Linked DNA regions of Sus scrofa: region 2 is linked to region 1. A link is a contact called in public Hi-C data. All regions are on one chromosome and are shown on one strand. Each heading gives the region's core, a stretch centred on a gene start, on an enhancer-like site or on the middle of the called end of the contact. The rest is flanking DNA. Distances are from core to core; before and after follow the strand shown.

Evidence for each region. A called contact is a pair of places that touch in the nucleus more often than the background predicts.
Region 2: a Hi-C map of liver shows a contact between it and region 1, with 3 times the contacts expected there. The contact joins two enhancer-like sites. A contact is called at or near these places in 2 of 47 Hi-C or Micro-C datasets (both in liver).

What each region holds. Positions count from the first base shown.
Region 1 is chr5:22,004,934-22,012,331 of Sscrofa11.1, reverse strand. It overlaps PTGES3 (prostaglandin E synthase 3), which reads left to right. Exons shown (of 8, transcript XR_002344304.1): 2 at 2,582-2,695; 3 at 2,851-2,920; 4 at 3,450-3,548; 5 at 6,499-6,588. Among named protein-coding and RNA genes, the nearest start is that of PTGES3, 14 kb to the left of the region's middle. Within about 2 kb of position 2,506, at least 1 of the 83 cell types and tissues checked has an H3K27ac peak or open chromatin away from gene starts, as enhancers often do. A contact at or near this core is called in liver, where this site is marked.
Region 2 is chr5:22,229,512-22,236,909 of Sscrofa11.1, reverse strand. All of the region lies in intron 3 of SDR9C7 (short-chain dehydrogenase/reductase family 9C member 7), which reads left to right. Among named protein-coding and RNA genes, the nearest start is that of SDR9C7, 18 kb to the left of the region's middle. Within about 2 kb of position 3,124, at least 2 of the 83 cell types and tissues checked have an H3K27ac peak or open chromatin away from gene starts, as enhancers often do. A contact at or near this core is called in liver, where this site is marked.

The DNA of each region.
Region 1 (7,398 bases), core at 1,257-3,756:
TTCCCTGGGCCAGGGATTGAATCCCAGCACAGCTGTGACCTATGCCACATCTGTAGCAATGCTGGATCCTTAACCCACTGCTCCACAGAAGAAACACCTATATTTTTTAGGTTTTTTATTAGTTTGAGGTCACTTAGTAAATATTAGGCTTTATAGGCTGCAAATAATCTGTCTCACATTCTTGTGTTTGTTTTTTGGGTTTTTTTTTTTTTTTTTTTTTTCATCTCTTCTGGGGCCGCACTCAGGCGTATGGAGGTTCCCAGGCTAGGGGCTGAATCGGAGCTGTGGCCACCAGCATACACCACGGCCGCAGCAACTTGGGGATCCGAGCTGCATCTGCAGCCTACACCACAGCTCACGGCCACGCCAGATCCTTAACCCACTGAGCAACGCCAGGGATCAAACCTACAACCTCATGGTTCCTAGTCGGATTCGTTAACGACTGAGCCACGATGGGAACGCCAGTAACTTTTTTTTTTTTTTTTTTTTTTTAAGTATGAGGAATTTTCTAGTGGCTCAGTGGGTTAAGGAGCTGGTGTCATTGCTGCCTTAATTTCTGTACCACAAAAGAGCTTTTGTGTGTGTGTGTGTGTGTTTTGCTTTCTAGGGCCTCACCCGTGGCATATAAAGGTTCACAGATTCTAGGGGTTGAATCAGAATTGCAGCTGTGGGCGACAGCCGCAGGATCCAAAATTCGTCTGCAGCCTGTGTCAAAGCTTGTGGCAGCTCCAGATCCCCAAACTACAAAATGAGGCCAGGGATCCAACCCACATCCTCATTTATACTGCTCAGGTTTGTTCCTCCTGAGCTGCCGCAGGAACTCCCTATGCATTTTTATTTTTTTTTTTTTTATTTTTATTTTTTTTTGTCTTTTGTCTTTTTGTCTTTTGTTGTTGTTGTTGTTGCTATTTCTTGGGCTGCTCCCGCGGCATATGGAGGTTCCCAGGCTAGGGGTTGAATCAGAGCTGTAGCCACCGGCCTACGCCAGAGGCACAGCAACGCGGGATCCGAGCCGCGTCTGCAACCTACACCACAGCTCATGGCAACGCCGGATCGTTAACCCACTGAGCAAGGGCAGGGACCGAACCCGCAACCTCATGGTTCCTAGTCGGATTCGTTAACCACTGCGCCACGACGGGAACTCCTGCATTTTTAATTAATAGAAACCCAGAGAGTTTCAACTATTTTGATCAATTTGCAGTTATTGTTTCAAATTGTCCAAATCGTAATAGCCAAGGAAAGAGAGACTCTTTTTTCCTAATTATTTTTTTTATTTTTTTTGTCTTTTTGCCTTTTCTAGGGCCGCACCTGCGACATATGGAGGTTCCCAGGCTAGGGGTCTAATTGGAGCTGTTGCTGCCAGCCTACGCCACAGCCACAACACCAGATCTGAGCCTCGTCTGCGACCTAAAGCACAGCTCACAGCAATGCCGGATCCTTAACCACTGAGCAAGGCCAGGGATCAAACCCGCAACGTCATGGTTCCTAATCCAATTCGTTACCACTGAGCCATGATGGGAACTCCGAGACTCTTAATTGTTGCCTCCTGATCTTGTTTCTAATAAATAGCTTCATCTACACTGAGAGCTGTCCCAAGCTTGGAGCTAGAGTCTACAGTTTCTCTATAGGTATTTCCTTTTAGTTGGAATTAAGTAGTATTTTGGCCCTGGTGTGTTCATTGCCATTTTTTGTTATTGTTAGTAGTGCTTTTTAAGGATGGGATTATCTGGTTAACGTTGGAGATTACCATTTCTATTTCTTTTTCTTTTTTCTATAGTTGCACCCACAGCATATGAAACTTCCTAGGCTAGGGGTAGAATCAAAGCTGCAGCTGCCGGCCTACACTACACCCACAGCAATGCAAGATCCAAGCTGCATTTGTGGTAATGCCAGATCCTTAACCCTTAACCCACTGAGCGAGGCTGGGGGACTGAACTCGCATCTCAAGGCTTCATACTCGCTGAGCCGTAACAGGATCTTCTTGCCTTCTCTAATTTTTAACTTCAGATATGATAGCAGTGTTCCAGAGTAGAGTATGGCTAGTCAAGTTTAACAGTCATGTAAAAATGTTGTTGAGCAATTAGAAGTTGGCTGCAGTTTTGGGACTTTAAACTTCTACTCCTTTGGGTTGGTAATTTCAGCTTGGAATGCAAATGTAGGGTAAAATGTAGTTTACTTTTTTTTTTCCCCTTTTTAGGGCCGCACCCAAGGCATATGGAGGCTCCCAGGCTACAGGTCAAATCAGAGCTGCAACTGCCAGGCTACACCACAGCTACAGCAACAACAGATATGAGCTGGGTCTTTGACCTACACCACAGCTCACCGCAGCACCGGAGCTTACCCCATTGAGCAAAGCCAAGGATCAAACCCACAACCTTGTGGTTCCCAGTCAGATTTATTTCCACTGGGCCGCAACGGGAACTCCCTAGTTTACATTTGAAATTGTAATAAACTGCCTGGAAATAATCAATGCTGTGATGGCACACAGAAGTACTTTACTCACATGCTAAATTGTGAGGGTTATGTAAACATTCAGTTAGTGAATTCCAGCTTACCTTTGTCTAATTTTATCTCTTTGTAGGCAGCCTGCTTCTGCAAAGTGGTACGATCGAAGGGACTATGTCTTCATTGAATTTTGTGTTGAAGACAGTAAAGATGTTAATGTAAATTTTGAAAAGTCCAAGCTTACATTCAGGTAAATTATTATTTACACCATTGACTAAAGAAGCTAGTTTCACACAACTTAAGTAACTTTGGTTTGCTTGTTTTTGTTTGCTGAAGTTACTGCTAATACATCTTTTTGAAGAGGCTAATTTTTTTTCCTTTTTTTTTTTTTTTTTTTTTGTACAGTTGTCTTGGAGGAAGTGATAATTTTAAACATTTAAATGAAATTGATCTTTTTCACTGTATTGATCCAAATGTAAGTAGTCTTGCTCTTTAGTCCCAGTTTAAACTGTGAGGAAATGGACATAATTTAAATACTCATTATTAGAGATAAGCACTGAATTTTTTAACAGTTCAGAGGCTAAGTGTAATTATATATCTTGCATTATTTTCCCCATTCTAACTACCTTTTTTTTAGATTGGGGTGTAGTTGATATAAGGGTAGTACTCTTGGGGTTTGTCTTATTTAAATATAGGCACATCTAAGTATGTTTTACGATTTTACCATATTGAGTTAATTTTTCTAAGGTTTTATTAACCTGTGCAGGTAAGGGAAAAGTGGTGATTTCCTTGCAATTGGATAGCCTCTGAAATCTCTAGTAGTGTAGAGGTGTTTCAGGGTTTAGAGAAAGTATAGGGTAAAAAAGTAGGAGAGGCGTTTGCATTGTGGCACAGTGGAAATGAATTCAACTAGTATCATCATGATGCGGATTTGATCCATAAGCCTCAAAGTAGGTTAAGTATCTGGCATTCCATGAGCCATGGTGTCTTATTTTTGTTTTTAGGATTCCAAGCATAAAAGAACGGACAGATCAATTTTATGTTGTTTACGAAAAGGAGAATCTGGCCAGTCATGGCCACGGTTAACAAAAGAAAGGGCGAAGGTAGGTTCCTTTTTTTTTTTTTTTTAAGTTTAATATTTTTAAGTAACTAAAGATACAGGAAAGAAAACGATCAACAAAATGGAAAGACAAACCTAGTGAATGGGAGAATATATTTGCAAATCACATATCGGATAATATCCAAAGTAAATGAAGAATTCATACAACTCAATAACAACAACTCAGTTGAATAATGAGAGGATTTAATAGACATTTTCCCAAACAAGACATACAGCTATCCAGCAAGCATTTAGAAAGATGTTCAACATCAGTAATTATTAAAGACATGCAAATCACAACCACAGTGAGGTAGCACCTCATAACTGATAGCTCTACGAGATAACCTCTCACAGTTAGAATGGCTAATATCAGAAAGACAGATAAGGAGTTCCTGTTGTGGCTCAGTGGTTAATGAATCTAACATCCATGAGGACGTAGATTGGATCCCTGGCCTTGCTCATTGGGTTAAGGATCCAGTGTTGCCACGAGCTGTGGTGTAGATTGCTGACACGGCTCAGATCCTGAGTGGCTGTGGCTGTGGCTGTGGCTTAGGCCAGCAGCTACAGTTCCCGATTTGACCCCTAGCCTGGGAACTGCTATATGCCTTGAGGGTGGCTCTAAAACAAATAAAAGATGACAACATGTTGAAGAGAATGTAAAGAAAGGGGAACCTTTGTATATTGTTGGGATGGTATATCGGTGCAGCCACTATGGAAAACAGTATGAATGTTTTCTCCAAAGATGAACTACCAAATGATCCAGCTATTGCACTGCTCGGTATTTATCCAAAGAATATAAAAACACTAATTGGGAAGATGTATGCTATTCCTCTGTTGACTGCAGCATTATTTACAATAACCAATATATGCAAACAACCATAGGTTCCATTGATAGGTAAAATGGATGAACTGTGTTGTGTATATTCTATTGAAAAAAAATGAAATTTTGGAGTTCCCTGTGGCACAGTGGGTTAAGTATCCTGCAGTGTCATTGCAGTGGCCCTGGTCACTGCTGTGGCACACGTTTGCTCCTTGGCACTGGGAACTTGCACATGCCACAGGTGACACCCAAAAAATGTGTATGTGAAATTCGGCCGTTTTCAGCAACATGGATGGACCTTGAGGATAATACACTAAGTAAAATAAGTCAGAAGGTAAAAAGATAAATGTAATTTTAACAACAGATGAATGAACAAAACCAAAACTCATAGATTCAGAGAACAGATTGGTGGTTACCATAGGGGAAGGGGTACAAGGAGTCAGTGGTATGGTAACAATTGGCAAGTGGACTTAGAGGGTAATCACTTTGTAGTGTACACAGGTGTGTTTTGTCTTTAGTTTTACTGGAATACGGTTGACTTACAAAGTTGTGTTAATTTCAGGTGTGGGGACACAGATGTTGGGTTATAATATACACTCAAAACTTTGTTTTTTAGCCTTTTTTGGACTGTACCCTTGGCATGAGAGGCCAGAGTTCAAACCCCCGCCACAGCAGCAACCTAAGCCACTTTGGTGACAATACCAAATCCTTAACTCATTGAGCCGCATGAGAACACTGACCTGAAACTTACTATTAAAAGTTTATTTGGGGAAGTTCCTGTCATGGCTAAGCAGAAACAATCCAACTAGGAACTGTGAGGTCGTGGGTTCGATCCCTGGCCTCGCTCAGTGGGTTAAGGATCCAGTGTTGCTGTAAACTGTGGTGTAGGCTGCAGACGCAGCTCAGATCGGGTGTTTCTGTGGCTGTGGCATAGGTCAGCAACTACAACTCTGATTCAACCCCTACCTAGCCTAGGAACCTCCCTGTGATGTGGTGTGGCCCTAAAAAGACCCCCCCCCAAAAAAAAAGTTTATTCAGGGAAGTCCCTGTTGTGGCTCATCAGGATCAGGTTATGAAACCAACTAGTATCCATGAGATTTAATCCCTGGCCGTGATCTGGAATTGCTGTGATGTGTTGCTGTGGCATGGGCCAGCACCTGCAGCTCCAATTCAACCCCTAGGATGGAAATTTCCATGTGCTGTGGGTGTGGCCCTAAAAAAGCTAAAAAAAAAAAAAAAAAAAAAAAAGTTTAGGGAGTTCCCATTGTGGCACAGTGGAAACAAATCCAACTAGGAACCACGAGGTTGTGGGTTCGATCCCTGGCCTTGCTCAATGGGTTAAGGATCTGATGTTGCTGTGGCATAGGCTGACAGCTACAGCTCTGATTAGACCCTAGCCTGGGAACCTCCATGTGCCATGGGTGTGGCCCTCAAAAGGACAAAAAGACACCCCCCCCCAAAAAAAAGTTTATTTGAGAGGGGAGGGAGTGGGATGGATGAGGAGTTTGAGATTGGTAGGTGCAAGTTATTACATTTAGAATGAATAAACAATGAAGTCTTCCTGTAAAGCATAAAGAAGTACATCCAGTTTCTTGAGATAGACCATGATGGAAGATAACATAAGAAAGGGAATGGGGAGTTCCCTTCATGGCACAGTGGGAACAAATCTGACTGGGAAACATGAGGTTGCGGGTTTGATCCTTGTCCCCGCTCAGTGGGTTAAGGATCTGGTTTTGCCATGGGTTGTGGTGTAGGTCAAAGACTCAGCTCGGATCTGGTGTTGCTGTGGCTGTGGTGTAGGTCAGCAGCTGTAGCTCTGATCCAACCCCTAGCCTGGGAACCCCCATATGCCTCCAGTGTGGCCCTAAAAAGCCAAAAAAATAAATTAGTCTTGGGGAGGTCCTAGATGATGCAGCATGTTAAGCATACGGTGTTGTCACTGTTGTGGCTTGGATCACATTTGTGGCGTGGGCTTGATCCCTGGCCTGGGAATTTCTACATGCCATGAGTGTGGCGTGCTACCACCTCTCCCTACCCCACCCCTGCAAAAACCAAAAAACAAAAGTCTTTAAGGTACACAACCAAAGGGTACAATATAACCTGATCATAGGGTGGTATTTGTGTTGGTCTATAGCTTAATTGGCTTAGTGTGGACTTCAATAATTGGAAAGACTGGGAAGATGACTCAGATGAAGACATGTCTAATTTTGATCGTTTCTCTGAGGTAAGTTCTTTTAAATAATTCGTTTCTCTCTCTCCAGGTATATATCAGTATAGTCAATTTAATTTATTTTAGAATTTAGTGATGTTTAAGATGTATGTTATTTTATTTTCAAGATAAATGTTTTGCAGTAAAAACATCTTTACAATGGTCATTTAACATTTTCTAATGAATATTTAAAAATTAGTGTGTATTTGTTGCAACACAGCTAGTTTTAATTCTAGCATTGGGATTTTTTTTTTTTTTTTTTTTTTTTTTTTAAGGAGAATCAGTATAGTAACTTGGCTTGCATTTTGGAGCCATTTAATATGGATATAAACCTTTAAACACCAGAATCATGGTGAAGATAAGTACAGTGAGTGATATGTGGGTTATTTTAGTTGCAGAATCAAGGAAAGGGTTTTAAGTAAGCCCTTTTTTCCAGGATGTCACTGAAGTACATATTACTATGGCCAAAGCGGGGAAAAAGATCACTGATACTCTTGCAGGTAGACTAGGTCTTATCAAATGTGCTGTCATAAAGTTAATCAGAAAAGATAACATTATAAGTTGAAGATGGACCTATGCACTCTGTTTCTCACTGTGATTTGAATTATATTTCTTCATTGAAAATAAAGAGTTAAAAGGAGTAAGTTTCCAACTTTTCATGTATGTAACTGCTAATTTAACGTCTTTCTACCTGACTCTGGCACCTTGATTTCAAAAGAGAAGGGAGGTAAAGGTTTTCATGTGATTCTGCTAAACTATGCTACTCCTTAGGTGTAGTAATTGGTGCCATCATTCACCCAGCTGTGCAAGTCACAACTTCTTAAC
Region 2 (7,398 bases), core at 1,875-4,374, 220 kb before region 1:
ACTATAGGAATTTTTAAAGACGATGGGGAGCAGTGTGGGGGGAAGAGAGGAGACAGAGGATAAATTAGAGCATGAAAGCACACTGAGGATAAAGGCTGTGATCTGATTCGTGATCGGAAAGACTGCTCTCTGGTTGCCGCAGTATTCCAGGTTAGCCGCATTTGAAGTGTGGCCGGGAAAGAAGTGGAGGAGATGGAAAGAAGTTGATAGATGCCGAGTGTATATTAGACCTGCTGGTCCTGGGAGAGAGAGGAAGTCATCCTGGATGAATACTAGGTTTAATTTGAGAAAGCCGGTAGACGGAGGCATCATTCATTCACTGATTTAGGGAAGAGTCAGGGAGAAGTATACCTTGGAGAAAGTAATCTTTTAGTTCTGGACATATTAGAACTCTGTGAGGAGAAAAAAGTCCTGAGGATCAGTTAGGGCTTTCTTAGTTACAAGTGATAGAAAATCCAACCCAAATTATTTAAGCATAAAAGGAATTTCTTTTTTTTTTCATTTTTAAAAGTTTTATTGAAGTATAGTTGATTTACAAGGTTGTAATAATTTCTGCTGTACAGCAAAGTGATTCAGTTATACATGTACACACGTTCATTCTCTTTCAGATTCTTCTCCCACATAGATTATAACAGTATATTAGGTAGAGTTCTATACAGCAGGTACCCATTGACCAGTCATTCCATATACCTCAGTGTGCAGATGTCAATCCCAAGCCCCCAGTCATCCCTCCCCCTCCACCTGTCCCCTTTGGTAACTATACATTTTTCAAAGTCTGAGAGTCTGCTTCTATTCTGCAAATAAGTTCATTTGTATCCTTTTTTTTGAAGATTCCACATATAAGTGATATATGATGTTCGTCTTTTTTTTTTTTTTTTTGTCCTTTTTGTCTATTTAGGGCCACACCTGCAGCATATGGAGTTTCTCTGGCTAGGGGTTAAATTGGAGCTGTAGCTGCCGCCCTACACCAAAGACACAGCAGTGCCAGATTTGAGCTGCGTCTGCAACCTACACCAAAGCTCAAAGCAATGCCGGATCCTTAATCCACTGAGCGAGGCCAGGGGTTGAACCCATGTCCTCATGGACACTAGTTGGGTTCATTAACCACTGAGCTACAGTGGGAACTCCTGATGTTTGTCTTTCACTTCTAGCTTCACTTAGTATGATAATCTCCAGGTCCATTCATGACATTATTTCATTCCTTTTTATGGTTGAGTAATATTCCATTTTATATATGTACCACATCTTCTTTATCCATTCCTCTGTTGGTGCACATTTAGGTTGCTTCCATGTCTTGGCTGTTGTTAATAGTGCTGCAGTGAACATTGGGGTGCATGCATCTTTTCAAATTATGGTTTTCTCTGGATAGATGTTCAGGAATGGGATTGCTGGACAGTATAATAGTTCCATTTTTAGTTCTTTGAGAAAACTCCATACTGATTCCCATAGTGGTTGCATTATATTCCCACCAACAATATAAGAGAGTTCCCAGAAAAGGAACTTCTTCATACTTATTACTAAAAAAATTTAAGGATACGGACTTCAGGCACAGCCTGATCCAGTCCATACATGATGTTGTTAGGACCTGCTTTAACTCTATTCTTTTTTTTTTTTTCAGTACTTACAGATTTATTCAGGCCTATTAAAGGCCTTAAAACAACCAAGAATCGTAATAAGTATTTGAACAGAGAGCAGGGTATTCCAAATGCTAAATAAATCATTAGAATCAGAGCTAGTACACCAGCTGTATTAACCTATGTGAGTGCCCTTTATCCTGTACTCAATCTGTTGACACTTGCCCTTTACAGTCCAGCCACAGTAAACCTTTCACTAGTTGAGGAAATCTCTATTTTCATTTCAAATCACCGTATTTCTTGGTTCTAGTTTCTTTTCCTTTCTTTTCTATTGAATCTGCTGCATGTGGAAATTCCTGGGCCAGGAATTGAACTTGTGCTGCAGTTGTGACCTACACCATGGCTTTGGCAAAGGGAACTTCCTTTCTTTTTTTTTTCTTTTTAGGGCCGCACCTGTGGCATATGAAAGCTCCCAAGCTAGGGGTCGAATCAGAGCCTACGCCACAGCCATAGCAATGTGATGGGATCCAACCTGCATCTACGACCTACACCACAGCTCATGGCAACTCCAGAACCTTAACCCACTGAGTGGGGCCAGGGATCGAACTCACATCCTCATGGATGCTAGTCAGGTTTGTAACCTGGTGAGCCACAACAGGAAATACCACCCCCTCTTTTTTTTGGTTCTGCTGCTTTTCTCTTGGCTTCAGTCTCACAGGCTGTGGGGTCACATGGCTGCAACACCTTCTCATTGCCTCCTAGGATCGTCCTTTCCAATGGTTCCCCCAAAAGGTGGGTCAGTGACTTGGTGGGCCAGTGATGGCAGGAACAGAGGGAATCACAGGGTGTACCCAACCTTGAGCCCATCACTGTGCCCAGGAGAATATGATCTGATTGACTCAGGTTTGGTCATGTGGAAAGAATGATCCAAATTATTTATGAAGCCATGATGAGGCTAGGGTGAAGCAGATTCAGCTATTGTCTGAAAACCTCACAAAGGCATTTGCTAAGTAAGGTAGCTCAATGCAAGCAGAAGTTATAGAGTCTTCAGTGTGGTCCATAAAAGAATATGTAGAAAGGCAAACTTCCTCTAAAAACCACTGTCGAAAAGCTGATTTTGTTCTTCCAATGAATAGTAACGGTTGGATTTATAAAATACCGTAGGCTGATTTCATTTTCTCCTGAAATTATCCACTCCATGATTCCAGGGGAAATTTTTCAGACAGGCACTTGACTACATTTAGATGAAAAATTTTCCAGGCAACTGGTTGTGGTTCCCTCTGCCTTGGGAGCCCCATGGGGCAGCAACTGTGCCCTTGCTTTCTAGCATCTTACACAGTATCAGGCTTTTTCACTAAATACTTGATGAATTTTTTAAAATGCAAATGCTGTTCTTTACACTTTACAATGGTAGAAGACAGAAAGATGGCTTAAGTCCTTCTCTGGTTGATTATTCCCATGCAGGGAACAGAAAGTACATACATGAAGGGTAACTTGAATTTCTTTTGCCATCCTGCCTGACTTCTCAATGACAGGTGGCAATTTGAAGGTTACATAACCAGAGTGTACCTTGTCTCATTTTATTGCTACATGTGTATAAGCAGGTCAATCTGGTCACTTCAAGCTTTGGCTTTTATTTATTTATTTTTTTGCTTTTTAGGGCTGCACCAACAGCATATGGAAGTTCCCAGGCTAGGGGTCGAATCAGAGCTACTGCTTCCAGCCTACATCACAGCTGCAGCAACCCAGAATCCAAGTTGTATTTGCAACCTACACCATAGCTCACGGCAACACCGGATCCTTAACCCATTGAGGGAGGCCAGGGATAGAACTCTAGTCTTCATGGATACTAGTCAGATTTGTTTCCACTGAACCATGATGGGAACTCCCTGGCCTTTATTTTTATTTTTATTTATTTTTATTTTTTTGTCTTTTTTCCATTTCTTGGGCCGCTCCCACGGCATATGGAGGTTCCCAGGCTAGAGGTCTAATCGGAGCTGTGGCTGCTGGCCTATGCCAGAGCCACAGCAACGCGGGATCCGAGCCGCATCTGTGACCTACACCACAGCTCACGGCAAAGCCGGATCCTTAACACACTGAGCAAGGCCAGGGATCAAACCTGCCACCTCATGGTTCTTAGTCGGATTCGTTAACCACTTCGCCACGATGGGAACTCCCCTGGCCTTTATTTTTATTTGTATTTTATTCGTTTGTTTGTTTGACTGCCTGCCCATTCACCTCTTCCAAGCTCAGTCTTTTGCAAACCAAACAGGCATACATCCTTCCAGGAAGGACACTGAACAAAGGGTAATATGCCAAATCTCAAATAGAACAGTTCATGCCCTTTGATACAGTGATGTTGTAAAGACAAACATAAACCCTTAATGTTCCCTTATCTGTAGATTTATTTCCATGCTATGAAACTGTTTCATAACTGAACTGTTTCTAAAGCTATGTAGAGCTGGCCTATGACATAATTATCATAATATGGCCGTCTTTCTTTCTTTCTTTTTGTCTTTTTGTCTTTGGGCCGAACCCATGACATATGGAGGATCCCAGGCTAGGGGTCTAATTGGAGCTGTAGCTGCCGGCCTACACCACAGCCACAGCAATGCCAGAACTGAGCCACATCTGCAACCTACACCACAGCTCACGGCAATGCTGGATCCTTAACCCACTGAGCGAGGCCAGGGATCAAACTCGCAACCTCGTGGTTCCTAGTTGGATTCGTGTCCACCGTGCCATGACAGGAACTCCCCCATCTTTCTTACAGTGTTTAATGCTCTGTAACTTAACTACAGTAGTGTTGAATATTGAAGTATAAATATATTTATTATAGTAACAAAAAATATTTCCAAGTAATCATACTTTAATTTTCACTTCAGTTTTATTGCTGTTTACTTGGATACAAGATACACAGATGAGACAAAAATCTCTGGGAGTCTAGCAGGGGAGATCTGAAAGCAAATACCACACCACGTGCATAGTTGTGCTCCATCATTCATGCATACAAAGCAATGGTACAGGGATTTAACTCTGCTGTCACAAAAGCCTTCACAGAAATGACCACTGGGGCATTAGTGAGTTTTGAAGAATGAATAGGAGTTCACCAAAAGGGAAAATAATAGCAGGTGTTTCCCACAGAGGGAGGACTATGAGCAGCAGTTTGGAGATCTGACAGCACTATATGTTTTCAAAGGCAAGATGGATTTAGGATGTAGATGATAACGATCCCTCTAACCAGGTTACACAACTCTCTCAACTTCATTTTCTTCATGATAAAGTATAATAATTCCCTTCTTGTGGGTTGTTAGGAGAATTAAACAAGAATGTACTCAGCTCAGCCACAGAAGGGCTCAACAAACGTTAGCCATGACATATGACTAGCATGGCTTAAGTGAACAGTGAAGGGGTGGGGGATGGGGAGGAAGCCAGGAGATTTTTGAGTCAGATCATAATAGGCTTCGATGGCTCCACTAAGCCTGGCTCTCATTCTGAAGGCTTTTGGAGAGTCTTTTAAAAGGCTCTGCAGGAACTCCTGTTGTGGCTCAGTGGTTAACGAATCTGACTAGGAACAATGAGGTTGTGGGTTCGATCCCTGGCCTTGTTCAGTGGGTTAAAGATCCAGTGTTGCCGTGAGCTGTGGCATAGGTTGAAGACACAGCTCGGATGCCGCGTTGCGTGGCTCTGACCTAGGCCGGTAGCTACAGCTCCGATTGGATTCCTGGGAACCTCCATGTGCCTCGGGTGTGGCCCTAGAAAAGACAAAACACAGAAGAAGAAAAAAAAAAAAGCCTCTGCAGTGACCTGATTGTGTGCTGTGGGAATGAAGGTGGAGACTTGGGACCAGCTTGGAGGCAACTGCCGAAACACAGTGAAAAGATGACAAAGGCATGAAGTTAAAATCCTTGGTGGTTGTGGGAAGTATGTGTCTATGTGGGATAGTGTTTGGCCATGGAGACAGACTGAAGAAACATTTAGGAGTGGTCATGCAGCTCCACTGGACACAAACTCCTGTAAGTTATTGTGGCCAACAGAAAAGGCCCCTGGCTTGTGAACTCCAGGACTAGGTCAGGTATCTTGGAGTGATTTTTAGCTATACCCAAAATAGAACCATATTGGAAATGTTTAGTTAATAGCAACCTAACATAGGCACATTCTGGAAGAAGCAGCACACCCAGTCACCAGGACAGGCATGTGAACAGGACGCAGTGTTCTGGTCTTCACAGGCCTGGAATTGAGCCTCAATATGGCTTGGTTAGCATGTTTCAGAACAGTATAGCCACCTGCTAGCATTCATTGTCTCAGCCCCTCTGGGGAAGTCCCTTTAGTCCCATTTCTTTCTAGGGTAGGATCAGGACTCTTGGATCCTACTAAGTGCCAAAGCCTGGTACCTGCTGTTTTATAGGCTTTTTGTTTCGTTTGTTTTGGCTTAATTCTCAGAATAGCACAAACATTTCTTGGATGCCTGAACACTAAGCCCACATGTCCTTCCTCACTGTCCAGGAGAGTGACAGGGGCTTCCTCACGGTCTTCTCACTCTTCTAGCAGCGTTCCCAGCACAAAGCGAGGGCACAATAAATATTTGAGAGAACAAGGAAAGAATGTGCCTTAGACTGTTTCCAGGTCTCAGGTAGCTTCTGCCACCCCACTGCCTCTGCAGGTCCATCCGGTCTTACAGAGCCTAGTTCCAAAGCCATCTGCTCCTGCCAGCATGCCCTGCCCTCGTCAGCCCGCACAGCCTTCCCTGGCTTAGAGGGATCTGTAATCCCAAGCTTCTTGAGTCCTTTGACACTCGCCTCCCTGCCTGGGACCTACTGGGGGCAGACCCCGTGTCAGAGCCAAGGACAGAACACAGAGCGTTGGATTCCTAGGGCATTATTGCTCTATAGACAGTCTGGCTTTAAGTCAGCCTGGCTCTTTTTGGTACCCCAAAGTGTTGTCTGCCTTTTTTTTTTTTTTCTGTGATAGTTTTCTCTCTAGGAAACAGAAGAGGTATTCCATGGAGGCAGGGTGGGTTGTGTGTGTGTGAAGGATATTTGATGACATTGTCCTGCCCTCATCAACCACCTACCAATGTCCTACACAGAGGGGATGCGTTCTCTGCCTTCTTGGACCTTCCCCAAAGTCAGGCCAGCTTGATCTCCCTCTTTGTTTTCAAGTTCTAATCCCTTATCATGAAGCTGACTCTTAGGCACCACTTCCTCCACACAGTTCTTAGGGTGTTCATTGAGTTCTTGGGGTACTCATTGAAGTGTGTGTCCCCACTGAGCTGCCCCATCCCAAAGTTCTGGGGTGAGGGTGCAGATCAGGACCTTGTAAACTGTGTGGTTTGTCTCATATTTGTATTTTGAGCTACTGCAGACTTGGACCCATCTCCACACCCATATGCAAATGCTAACAGAGTAGCCCTCACATTTGTTGGAGCCTTACGAGGTGCCTGTCTATGCCTAAGCTCATCTGAGCACCATAATGACTTGATGACCAAAGCATAGGCACTGTTACTATTTTTATTGTCTTTTTGTTGTTGTTGTTGTCTTTTTAGGGCCACACCCGTGGCATATGGAGGTTCCCAGGCTAGGGGTCCAATCAGAGCTGTAGCCACTGGCCTATGCCAGAGCCACAGCATCACAGGATTGAGCGCATCTATGACCTACACCACAGCTCATGGCAACACTGGATCCTTAACCCACTGAGCGAGGCCAGGGATAGAACCCACAACCTCATGGTTCCTAGTCGGATTCGTTAACCACTGAGTCACAATGGGAACTCCAATTTTTTTTTTTGCCTTTTAAAAAATTTTAATTATAGTTGATTTACAATG